2 separate regions of the Oryctolagus cuniculus genome follow, and region 1 is linked to region 2. Evidence: chromatin contacts called from public Hi-C data. All regions are on one chromosome and are shown on one strand. The core of a region is the stretch at or near the end of the contact, and the rest is flanking DNA. Distances in the headings are between cores, read along the strand shown.

The links. A called contact is a pair of places that touch in the nucleus more often than the background predicts.
Region 1: a contact with region 2 is called in a Hi-C map of an unstated tissue, with 2.5 times the contacts expected there. The contact joins two enhancer-like sites. A contact is called at or near these places in 2 of 6 Hi-C or Micro-C datasets (ear pinna and an unstated tissue).

Annotation. Positions count from the first base shown.
Region 1 is chrX:26,125,065-26,130,995 of mOryCun1.1, forward strand. The region is part of intron 1 of BCOR (BCL6 corepressor); the gene reads right to left. Among named protein-coding and RNA genes, the nearest start is that of BCOR, 15 kb to the right of the region's middle. Within about 2 kb of position 1,452, at least 3 of the 8 cell types and tissues checked have an H3K27ac peak or open chromatin away from gene starts, as enhancers often do.
Region 2 is chrX:25,742,648-25,748,449 of mOryCun1.1, forward strand. No RefSeq gene overlaps it. Among named protein-coding and RNA genes, the nearest start is that of BCOR, 400 kb to the right of the region's middle. Within about 2 kb of position 2,049, at least 1 of the 8 cell types and tissues checked has an H3K27ac peak or open chromatin away from gene starts, as enhancers often do.

The DNA of each region.
Region 1 (5,931 bases), core at 202-2,701, 380 kb after region 2:
AGGGTAACTCCTTGGCACTGGTTCGAGTTTAGAAATCAGATGGTTGTGTCTGTGATGGGAAAGACCCGGCTTGTGGGGGGCCTGGCTCCAAAAGGGGCTGCTTTGAACTTTTTCCTGGTATACGATTTATCTCTCTCTCTCTCTCTCTCTCTCTTTTTTTTTTTAATGATGATTTGCTGTCTGAAAAAGTACCAAGTGTGTAGAGAGGAGAAAACACACAACACACAAAGCAGACCAAACGGCAGCCGTGGCCAGCATCGGTCGGGGGACCAGGAGGGGAAGGTCAGGAGCACAGAGGATTAGGCCTAGTCTTGGGTTTATTGCTGCACTTGAACAAAGTGGGGGGGGGGGGCGGCTGACTAAACCGGAGCAGGAGAGAGGTCATTAAAAGAGGGGTTTCCGAAGGAAGGAACGGCTGCTGTAGCTGCTGCTGCAGGGGTGGGCGGAGAAAGTGTTTCCATAAGAATAACAAGGCAGCGCATATGTTATGCACACCGACTTGATTTCACCAAAACAAAAACCAAAAGTTCACTCCAGCCTCTCCCGCTGAGCTGATAAGCAACTTGCAAAGTTTGGAAGGAACCTTGAACCAGCGGGAGGTGTCAGCCCATGCCTGACAAAAGGTAATGGTAAAGCTTTGGCAGGTAGCACTCAGTTCCTACCATTGTGATTCTCCCCCTCCCCTCACCTGCTCCCGCCGGGGAGGATAGGGGGGATCCCCTGACCTCCCAGCCTGAGCCCCCGCAGGAGATCCCTCCGAATAACCCACATTCATCCACGCACGCCACTGCCGGTAACTTGGACTGCAGGTCTGGGAGTGTCCTGGGAGGAAGGCAGCCTACCCAGAGCAGAGAACCAGGTCAGAGCATTTGCCAAGGGCAGCGCAGGTTCTGCAGCCTTTACAATATCATACCATGGACTTCACAACCAGACCTACCGGATTTTCCAAGGCATTCCTGGTTGCATGAGCTCTGGGCCCTGTGACCTAACGGGGCATCTGACGCCCTGCCTGTGGTCACGGGTTTGGTGGGACTGCGCCCAGAGGTGTCCAGGAGCTGGAGGAAATGGTTAGGCTGTGGGGCTTGCAGCCGGGGGTCCCCGCAGGTCCTCTAGCCTGGCGGTCATCCTCGTCGCAAGCCTCATCCCAGCCAGGGCCTTGTCCCTACCCTCTTCTAACAGGAGTCCCGGGTGATTGAGGGCTAGCATAGCCCTTCAGAGCCCGCACAGGTGGGGCGCGGGCGGGAGGAGGGGGAAGCTGTCTGGGGAAGCGGCGGAGGAGCCGGGCTCTCGGGTCCCGGAGGGCCAAGGAGGAGCAGCTTCCCGCCCCGGAGCACAGCGCGCGCGTTGGCTCGCCGGGGAGCTGGGGAGCTCCCGCCGCCGCCGCCGCCGCCGCCTCCTCTCCCCCGGGCGCGGGTGGCGCGCCGGCCGCCATCTTGGCCCGGCGGCGCGGGCGGCGCTGCCCCCGGCGGTGGGACCGCGGAGCCGCAGGCCCGGCCGAGGCAGCAGCGCGGGTGTTCCCAGGTTTCCGGGGGCGCGCGGAGGGCGCCGCGCCCGCCCCTCTGGAACTCCCCTCCGCGCTACGGGCCACGCTGATCTGCGGCCGCTGGGAGTCAGGCGGCGAAAGCGCGACCAGTAGTCGCGCCTCCCGGAAACACCAGGGTGGATTTTAATCCCGAGAAACGTCTTCTTGGTCCAGGAATTCTGCAATGGGCAACGTGTGCTCACCTCTCGGATCCCCGTCCCCCGCGACTTGGGTCACCGTCCCCAACTGCAACCTGTCCAGGGAAGGGGCGCGAGGCCAGGGACAGAGTCCCTGGCGTTCAAGGGGTTTCCAGGGCGCTCTCTGAGCAAGAGGATTTGAAAGTTACCACGGCTCCAGGGCACTTGATCGCACCGTAACTGTATCTGTCCACTTTTTGGAATTTAACACACATTTATGTAGAGCTTGCTAAGGGCAAAAGCAACGTGTTAGGGCCTAGGCGAATCCAACAGTAGGAAAGTGAATTTTTTAAAGTCACCTCTGGTACAATCTAGGTGGAAAGGCGGACTTGTAAATGAGGAAACACAAATAAAAGGCAATTTGAGATGAACATAAAGACAGGGCATGAACCTTGCAGTAAATGGCCCAGGGAAGGGGCCAGCTAGTTCTCTTTAGGATCTGTTCCGGGAGAGGAGAGGAGCGGAGCACAGAAATGTAGGAGCCCTGGATTGTTGCAGTTTGGGAACAGTAACTGTCAGTGCTTGTGAAAGGTTCCTGTTTAGGAAAAATGATGTTTACTTTACATCAAGCAAAAATACCAAGAATTAGCAACCCTGGATTCACTTCTCAGCTCCTGAGATTAGTGAGCGAGTGGTGGAGATGCAATTTTCCATCAGAACACAATACCCCATTTGAAACCCATGAAACCCCCAGCACAATTCATAAAAAAGAAAGGCTTTAGACACTAAATCCAAATGGATGGTGGGGAACGCCTCTAAACTCTTTTTAAGTCTTTAAGACTTAAAGAAAATGGGGTGGGGCGTATCATGGTACAGCGGGTTAAGCGTCTGGCTGGGACACCTGCTTCCCATATGAGCACCAGTTCAAGTCCCAGCTGCTCCACTTCCGATCCAGGTGCCTGCTGCTGCACCTGAGAAAGCAGCAGAAAATGGCTTAAGTGCTTACACCCTTGAACCCATGTGGGAGACCCAGATGGAGTTCCAGGTTCCTGGCTTTGACCTGGCTCAGCCCTGCTGTTGCACCCATTTGGGGAGTGAACCAGCAGATGGAAGATCGCTGTGTGTAACTCTGCCTTTCAAATAAATACCTAAATCTTTGAAACACACACACAACAAGTAGGTAGGAGAGGAAGATTTGGGGAATTCCCAGTTGCCATGATATAATTAACATCCTTTCAAAAGATAGTCCTTCAACACACCCAATGCAAGTTACCCAAAGTGAGGAAACAGACAGGCAAACAAAAGAAGGGCTCCTGACCTACGCATAGCTATAAAGGAAGAATAAGTCACCTAAATTTTTCCTTCCCTGAGAAGGCCCGTCTGTTATGGCTTTACTGTGAAAATACCTTCCCAAGTTTGAGGGTACTTCGCAAAGCTCATGGAAAGTGGAATTAAAAGGTTAGGGGCCAGCCCTGTGGCCCTATATGCTGCGGCGCTATGGCTGGTAAAGCTGCTGCCTGCAGCGCCGGCATCCCATATGGGCGTGGGTTCGAATCCTAGCTTCTCCCTGCTAATACACCTGAGAAAGCAGCAAAGCGTGGCCCAAAGTGCTTGGGAGACCCAGAGGAAGCTCCTGGCTTCGGATCGGCCCAGCTCTGGCCGTCACGGCCATTTGGGGAGTGAACCAGTGGATGGAAAACACACACACACACACACACACACACACCCAGTAACCTTGCCTTTCAAATAAATAAATACATCTTTGAAAATAAAAGACAGGTTTATTTTGGTGCAAAAAGAGTTTGAAATCTGTGCGCTGTGTTGACATAAGCATTTGTTTTCTGGGAACCTCGCAAAGACTTCCTACAGGGGCCTGTTGCTCCAATGTGCTATGTCAACTACAGCCTCAGGCCTGCCTACTGGCTCCCACCATGCCCTGTGTCACCTCCATCCCGCCCTGTGTCACCTTCTCTTTTCTTCTTGATCAGGGACAGAATCCATTTCTCCTTTGCCTTGACAATAGAGCTGCCATTCGCCAACTTGGTGGCTTTGTGACAATTTGGAGAGGGATGCCCTTGGGCCTGCATTTCAGCCCTCCCTCCATGCTGTGGTGGCTATGGTTCTTTGTGCACCGACTACACGATCTGATCCGGCAAACCTGCCTGAGAAGCCGGCTGACCGTTTAGTTTTGAGCCACGAGGCTGCTGCTGAATCCAGATCCCTCCGGCTTCCACCAGCGGAGGGGTTGGCACTATAGACCCGAATCACCTGAAGGGTGGCTGGCCTGAACCAGAGCCATCCCGGGAAGTCGGGGCGAGATCAGGAACGGGGCACGTGGGTCAGAATTCACCCAGACGTTCTCCTGGAGCTTAAGGAGAGCCCGAGCCCCATGCCTGAAAGGCTTTCTGAAAACGCACTCTTAGCCAGGGAGAAGGAAGCAGGCCCGAAGGTCCCCGCGCCTTCTGGGTTTTCGGAAATGGGAAGCGGTTGGGTTTCAGATGGAGGGAAGGTGTGTCCGGTCGAGGGAGTCAGAGAAAGCAATAACTGCCAATTTCAAAGCAAAACCAAGTCATGCTTTTGCCACCACCTTTTTTTCTCGCTGTCTCCCAGTCCCGCCACAATGAAATAGCAGATCAAAGGCAGAGGCAAATACAATTATGTCGCCTGTGAACCCCCTAGCATGAAATTAGAAGTCAAACTCCCCATTCAGGGGTTAGAGGCAGGGATAATGGGAACCTGGGGCCCCTTGCGTCACAACACTGGATGCAGTGTTGTGGAGACTGAAAACCACACCTGCGGGGGGAGGGGCACACATCGCAAGTATGAAGTTAATTTCTTATTTTCAGAAACGTATTGACGACAGTGCTAGCTCCGTACCAAATAAAGAGATCTGTAGATTGTAAAGGGGGGGCGGGGGGTGATCTGTAAGGCAACAGTGGAAAGAACACTATTGGAGGCTCACAACAGATGTCCCCCAAGATGGTGGCGGCCGGACCGCCAGGGCCTAGCCTATCGCCCTCTTCCCTTTCAAGGCCAAAGAGCCTAAGACACATCTGATCCCTCCGCTCAGCTCTTCTGGGTCCTTCCCACACCTGACAAGCTCACGGAGACAACTGTCCTTTCATAGTTTCTATTTTTCATCAAATCCGTATTTGCCTTAGAGTTCCATTTCTTTTACCCTGGCCTAATTTTAGCTCTCTGCTTCCCCCTGCCCCCATATAATTTCTGAGGCCTCTTGAGGGTATAAACGCCTATTATAACATAGACTATTCTGTTTAGAGCCACTGCTAATTAAGCTTAGCTCTCAAGGGTACCTGGCATGGCTTTTTTCCCCCCCTTCCCAATGCCCACAAGTTCTTTGCCATTTCTCCCAACTGAGAGGTAGGGGCCATGCTGCTTGCCCTTGAATTTGAGTGGACAATCACAACTAGAGACTATCACATAAGGGAGGCTTCGCGAATTGTAAGGGTGCATGAGAAAAGGTAGGCCAGCTTCCAGCTTTTTTTTTTTTAAGATTTTAATTATTTTATTTGAAAGGCAGAGTTACAGAGAAAAAGGGAGAAACAGAGAGAGAGAGAGAGAGAGAGAGAGAGAGAGAGAGAGATCTTCCATCCATTGGTTCACTCCCCAAATGGCTGCAATGGCCAGAGCTGGGCCAATCCGAAGCTGAGAGCTTCTGCCAGGTCTCCCACAGTGGGGGGTGAGAGGGGGGAGTTCAGGAGCCCAAGCACTTGGGCCATCTTCTACTGCTTTCCCAGACCATAGCAGAGAGCTGGATCAGAAGTGGAGCAGCCAGGATTTGAACCGGCGCCCATATGGGATGCCGGCACTGGGGGCAGCAGCTTTACCTGCTACAGCACCAGCCCCCCAGCTTCCATCTTACTTGCGGGAAGGCTTTGGGGGAGCCCGAGCTTTTCCAACCCTCACTACCCTGAAGCCACCACAGGGTGAGGGAGGCCAGGCCACACAGAGAGCCTGTGTTTGTGCTATGCCACGCAGCTGAGGGCCCAGTCCCAAGCCAGACATGTAGGTGAAGACGCCTCCACACGACTCCAGCCCTTAGCTGTGGCATCATTCCACCAAATTCCAGACCCACAGACTCTGAGCTGAACTCAATTGCTTCTGCGCACCCTGGCAGCACATAAGCTAGAGAGGAGGAGAGCGGGCTTAGAACATGCTGCTAAGCCCACGGAAGAAGGAGAGCTGGATTGAAAATAAAAGTGTGCAGAGCAGGAATTTGTGATGGGAACGCACACCCTCCAGTGCTGCTAA
Region 2 (5,802 bases), core at 799-3,298:
GTGAGAGAGAGAGACAGAGAGAAAGGTCTTCCAGTCGCTGGTTCACTCCCCAGATGGCCACAATGGCTGAAGCTACGCCGATCCAAAGCCAGGAGCCAGGAGCATCTTCCAGGTCTCCCACGCGGGTGCAGGGGCCCAAGGACTTGGCCCATCTTCTACTGCCTTCCCGGGCCACAGCAGAGAGCTGGACTGGAAGAGGAGCAACCGGGACTAGAACCCGGTGCCCATACGTAATGCCGGTGCCGCAGGCAGAGGATTAACCTACTGCACCATGGCGCTGGCCCCGGGTCAGGGCATCTTTCATGCCTGCTCCCAAAACCTCAGCTAGAAGGCTCCTGGGCTACATAGGAAAGGAAATGAAGCTTGAACAGCCCAGAGACAGTCCCCAAGCCCTGGCCTCACCCCGACACCGGGGTCAGTGACATCCAAAGGAACAAGACAGGCCTGCCCATGGTTCAGTGTCCCTCTGGACCAGGGCGGAGCTCCGCAGCCGGGAGCTGAGTGTGCAGCCCACACAGCAGATCCTTTGGCCCAATGCCATTCTCAACCTTCTAGAATACTTCCTGCCTCCTTTATGGAAAACAGGTGTCCATGTCTTTATGCATTAGGCTGGACGCCAGGCAGGACCCTGGGCTAAGGGGCTGTTCCCGTTATCTCTTGCTGCTTAACAAACCAGCCCAACCTTAGCAGTATAAACAACCGTTTTAATATGCTCCTGGATTCCATGGGGCAGGAATTCAGACGGAGCACAGCAGGGGCGGCTTAGTCCTGCTCCGTGATGTCTGGGACCTTGGCTGTGCAGATGTGAATGGCTGGGGGTGGCGCAGTAGCTAAAGGCTAGAATCATCGGGAGCTCTTTCACCCGTATGCCTGGCTTTGGGGCTGCAATTGACCCCAAGACCATTGCCGCCGGGACCGCTGGCTGACGAGACCTACATGGCCTCCTCACAGGAATTGGGCTTCCTCACAGCATGGCGGCCGGCAGTCAGCGCTCTGAAGTGGCCTCCCGTAATGTGGTCTTGGAAGTCACATAGATCACTCGCGTCGGTGTGTTTCGGTGGGAGCAGTCACAAGGCCATCCAGGTTCAAGGAGAAGCCACCTCCCGACGGGAAGCATATGAAAGAATTCCCACGGTGGACTTTCACTTTCAGTGGGGGCTTGAGCACTACAGTGATATTTTTCAACGCTAGGGATGGTGAGGACCCAAAGGGTCAAGGCGTGGAGGGCCAAAAGCAAGACTTTGGTTCGCCTTTTTTCAGTGTCTAATTCTGCTTATTTCCAAGAGTCTCTGAAGGTCCCCCTTTGCCCACCCTCAAAGCCTTTGCTGCAGCCCAGGGCTTCTGTCCTGAGAAGGGCCACTTTGCAATGGAAAGCAGCGGCGTATTTGAGATTACGGCCAGAGGCCTTGGCAGGACAGGGTACTGGATGTTTGCTTTACTGTTCTAGGCCCAAGAACGCACCTGAGAACCCGCCCCCAGCGTCCGCACAGCCCTTCCTAAGAGAGACCCCCAGTGAGGGCTGAAGGCGAGCTGCTAGCCCTGCAGCCCTCCCCCACCCGTCTTTTCCAAAGCTCAGTGGGGCTGTGACTCGCCCAGGGTCACCCGCGTGCCCTCCACCCGGGAGCGTCATCCCCAGCTGGCTGACTGCCAGCGGTTGCCCTCAGGGGAGAGCCACTAATCACCAGGCTTGGCCAGCTCAGCCAGCTGCCCTGCGCCTCTGCAAAGCTCCAGGCCTGCTGAGAGGGCCCTGCCCACCCCCAGCAACCCACAGAGTCCCTCCAGGCTGCCAGGGCCACGTCACCGTCAACCGCAGCCTGCGGTCTGCCCAGCTAATGGCAGCGGCTGCGAGAGGAGCGAAGCGGCGGCCGTAATTACAGCATCAAGGAATCACAAATGGGTCTGCAAAGACGACATTAGAAGCATTAGACCCGGCACGGCTGCCTCCGGAGAGGTCGCTGGGAGGCAGCCAGGGCCGAGGCCTGGGGACAGGAGACAGACGCGCCTCTGTCTCTCCCCACCCTCTGTGTTCCCAGCCGGGGCCGTGATGACAATGCCAGGATTCACAAGCCCCTCGCAGAAACCACGGCGGCCGCCAGTCCGTGTGTGTCAGCGAAGATAACAGATGTCTTTCACAGGGAAGTAATTACTTGAAACACAACTGGACAACCCCCCCTACCCTCCCCAAGAGGTTGCATAGGGGGAGGACGCCTGGCTTGGGGGGATGGGCGGTGATGTGGTAGGCAGCCCCCTCCCGGGTAACCGTGATCCCTTGACAGCCTACTGAGCCGAGCTGGCCTTGCTGGCGCAGCCCACAGCGCTGGGCAAGGCAATTATCATGTCAGAGGCGGCACCTCGCTCAGGCTCCGCCCTTAAGCCTGGAGGGCGTGGCTGTGGGGGAGGGGCTTCATGGGGGTGGAGGGGTTTGTGGCTGGAGGAATTCACTCGAGGCTGTGGGGGAAGGGCAAGGCCTCAGTCCATTGACTCTCATGCAAAGCCTGAGAAATGGGTCTGAAGCTCAAGGCTGCCTTTGGCCAAAGCTGGCACCAGTAGGTGTCACTGTAGGAAAGGAGGGGCCCCCTGGGGCTGTCTGCGGACTGCGTTGGTAAAAATAGATCTCGCCTGTGTTCCCACTGCCAAGTCGCCGCGCCTGGTGATTTATAAGGCTGCGAGCCGACGTGTGTGTAAATGTTTTTGCGTGCGAGATGTGTAGCCAACCGCGGGCTGGCTTTTTCAAACTTACAAGGAGAGAGCGAGCGAGCGAGTGAGCGAGCCAGCGAGCGACCGAGCGAGGGAGGGAGGGAGGGAGGGAAGGGGAGAGAGAGGAGGCAGCCAGGGTGGGAAGCACACGGGCCACTTTTATGTAACGCTCCTCTGATACACGCCGCAGTGGGGATTTATGCTCTCTTTGAAGTAAATTGCATCCCGGTGCACCATAGCATGAAAGTTAAGATTTACCATGGCTGCGACCTCCGAGACCCTGCTGGAAGCTAGAATAATTAGCACAGCGTTTGGCTGCCTCTCCTCCCGCTCGGCGGGCGGTGACAGGAGTGGCACTAATAGATCTTCCAGGCCTGGGCCCCGTGTGTTTGTCCTGGGGTCCGTGGTGACTGTGGGCGAAGATGACCCTGGTCAAGTGGAGAAGTGGAGGCAGGCGAGCGGGCGGGGCGTGCCCTGGCCTGGGGGCTGGGGGCTGGGTGCAAAGGAGCAGGCTCAGGTGCTGTTCTGTCAGAGGGGGCTGGCAGGGCCAGGATGAGCACTTTGGGATCCTAGGCAGCCTGTCTGTACGACAGATTCCAGAGCCAGACTCCAGGTGACTGTAGCTGGGCATCCTGGGCTGCCTGGCCAGCTCAGCCCCCACCCCACCGCCATTAGACCAGCTCCGGCATTCAATGCTTTTCCTGAGACAGAACCTGCCCCCCCACCCCACCCAAGCCCTGGCAGCTTTTCTCCCTCCCCTCCCCCTTCTGTAGGTCCCTTCCTTGCGTTCCTTCCCAGGGAGCCTTGCAGTTTCATGTTGGAAAAGCTGAGGAGGGAACTTGGTCAATGCATTCCAAGCCCCACGGGAAAGTCCTAACAGCTGCTTGGTCACCCCCCAGCTCTGCCGCTCGCCAGCTGTGTGACCTCAGGCAAGTCCCAGCCCCTCTCTGGGCCTCAGGATGGCGTTGCTAACATTCGGTGACACGTGTGACTCTGCCCCCTCCCCGGGACACCTGCTTCTGCAGAGCAGACAAGTGAAGGCGCGGTTACAGGTGCTGTGACGGGCAGCCACCCCGGCGGCGGGAGAGGGGCCAGCTGGCATTGCCCGGGGCAGCGGCTGTCAGTACCGGCTCACAAGGGCTTTCCTGCGGTTGCAGTCAGCTCCCAGGACCGAGTCACTCCTCCACAACGCCCAGCAGCTGGACTCTCACCACATCCTCTTAAGGTTGCTCCGAAGATGGTCTCCATTTCACATCTGAGGACACTGGGCTCTGGCCAGGAAGAGAGATTTTGGCCATCAAATCCACTGGCGTGCAAACCTCAACTCTGCTGCCCTAGTCGGGTGAAGCGGGATCGACGGGAAACTCTCAAGACCTTGGTTTCGTCATCTGAGAAATGGGCATGAAGTGAACGTCGGTGAGGTCCTTTGAGGTCTAAATGCTCGCAAGTGGCTGGATTGCTGGCCTTGGAACCCGTGCCACTGGTTGCATGCCAGTTTTGCCTTCCTGGCATTGCATGGGATCTGGCACAGGTCAGGCTGGCAAATATTTGCTAAACTAAATTACACCACTACCACTACAAAGGGCTCACTGTCGACAGTAGTCTCGGGGAAGTAGCAGACAAAGCTGCAAAGGCGACAGAAGGTTCTCGAAAGGAAACTGGGGGCCGCTGGTGTAGAAAGAGCTTAGGAAAGGGGAAGAACCGAGTTTAAAAGCTCACACAGGGCAGGCACCTGGTCCAGTAATTGAGATGTCTATTGGGACACCGACGGCTCACGTGGGAGTGCCTGGGTTTAAGTCCTGCCTCGGCTTCCAATCCAGCTTCCTGCTAGTGCGCACCCTGGGAGGCAGCCGATGATGGCTCAAGGACTTGGACCCCTGCCACCCACGAAGGAGACCTGGATGGTGTTCCTGGCTTCAGCCTGGCTCATCCCTGGCTGTTGCAGGCATTTAGGGTGTAAACCAGCAGATAGGAGCATTTCCCGGGGCTGGCACTGTGGCATAGTGGGTAAAGCCACCGCCTGCAGTGCCGGCATCCCATATGGGCACCAGTTCGAGTCCTGGCTGCTCCACTTCCGATCCAGCTCTCTGCTGTTGCCTGGGTAAGCAGTAGAGGATGGCCCAGGTCCTTGGGCCCCTGCACCCACATAGGAAACCTAGAAGAAGCTCCTGGCTCCTGGCTTCGGATCAGCAAAACTCCGGCCGTCGGGGAGTGAACTGGGGAGTGAACCAGCAGATAGAAGGCCTCTCTCTTTTGTCTGCCTCTCCTTCTCTCTCTGTGTAACTCTAACTTTCAAATAAATAAATAAATCTTTAAAAAAAAAAAAGAGCACTTTCCCCACCCCATCACTCTACCTTTCAGATAAGTTAATTTAAAATGCTTTAACAGAAATGTTTTTAATACTGGGATATCTGAAGACCTGTGGAGACTGGACCAGATTTAGCAGGGAACTAAGGTTCTTGGGGAACCCCCAAAATGCCCTGAGCAGTCTTTCTAACGAGGAACATCTGATCAATGAAGTGAAACCAGCAGCCACAAATGCCGAGTGAGATTTCGAAACAAACTGTCTTTCCAATCCTCTCGCTTCGGGCCACCACACCCTAAATTCCCATCTGCCCCATCCACGGGGCTGTGGCAGGGAGAGGCCAAGTGGCACTGCCTCTGCTGTCAAGCCTGGGGGGATTGCCTGGGGTGACGAGAACCTCCCCCAGGGAGGGGGCCTGAAGCTTCCTTGCCCTCAGAGGCACCTCCTTTCCTTGAGGTCATACCTGAGACAGGTGCCACAGACTTAGCGAGCAGACAAGCCAGCAGAACACCCCCAGGGTTCTTGGTTTCTCCTCCAAGATCCAGGACAGACAGGTGGATCGGTAGGTGGTGATGGGTAGATGGATGGGTGGATGGGTGGGTGGGTAGATGGATGGATAAGTAGGTGGGTGGATGGGTAGGAGTGGCAACAGATGGGGAGATAGATGGACGGAGAGCGATGGATGGGTGAATGGACCAATGGACCAGGTTTCCGCACTCTTCTGGCTTCTTACTCTGGAACTCTATAGCTCTTCCAACTGAAAGCATTTTCCAAGTATCTCACCTATTTCCCCTCCAGCT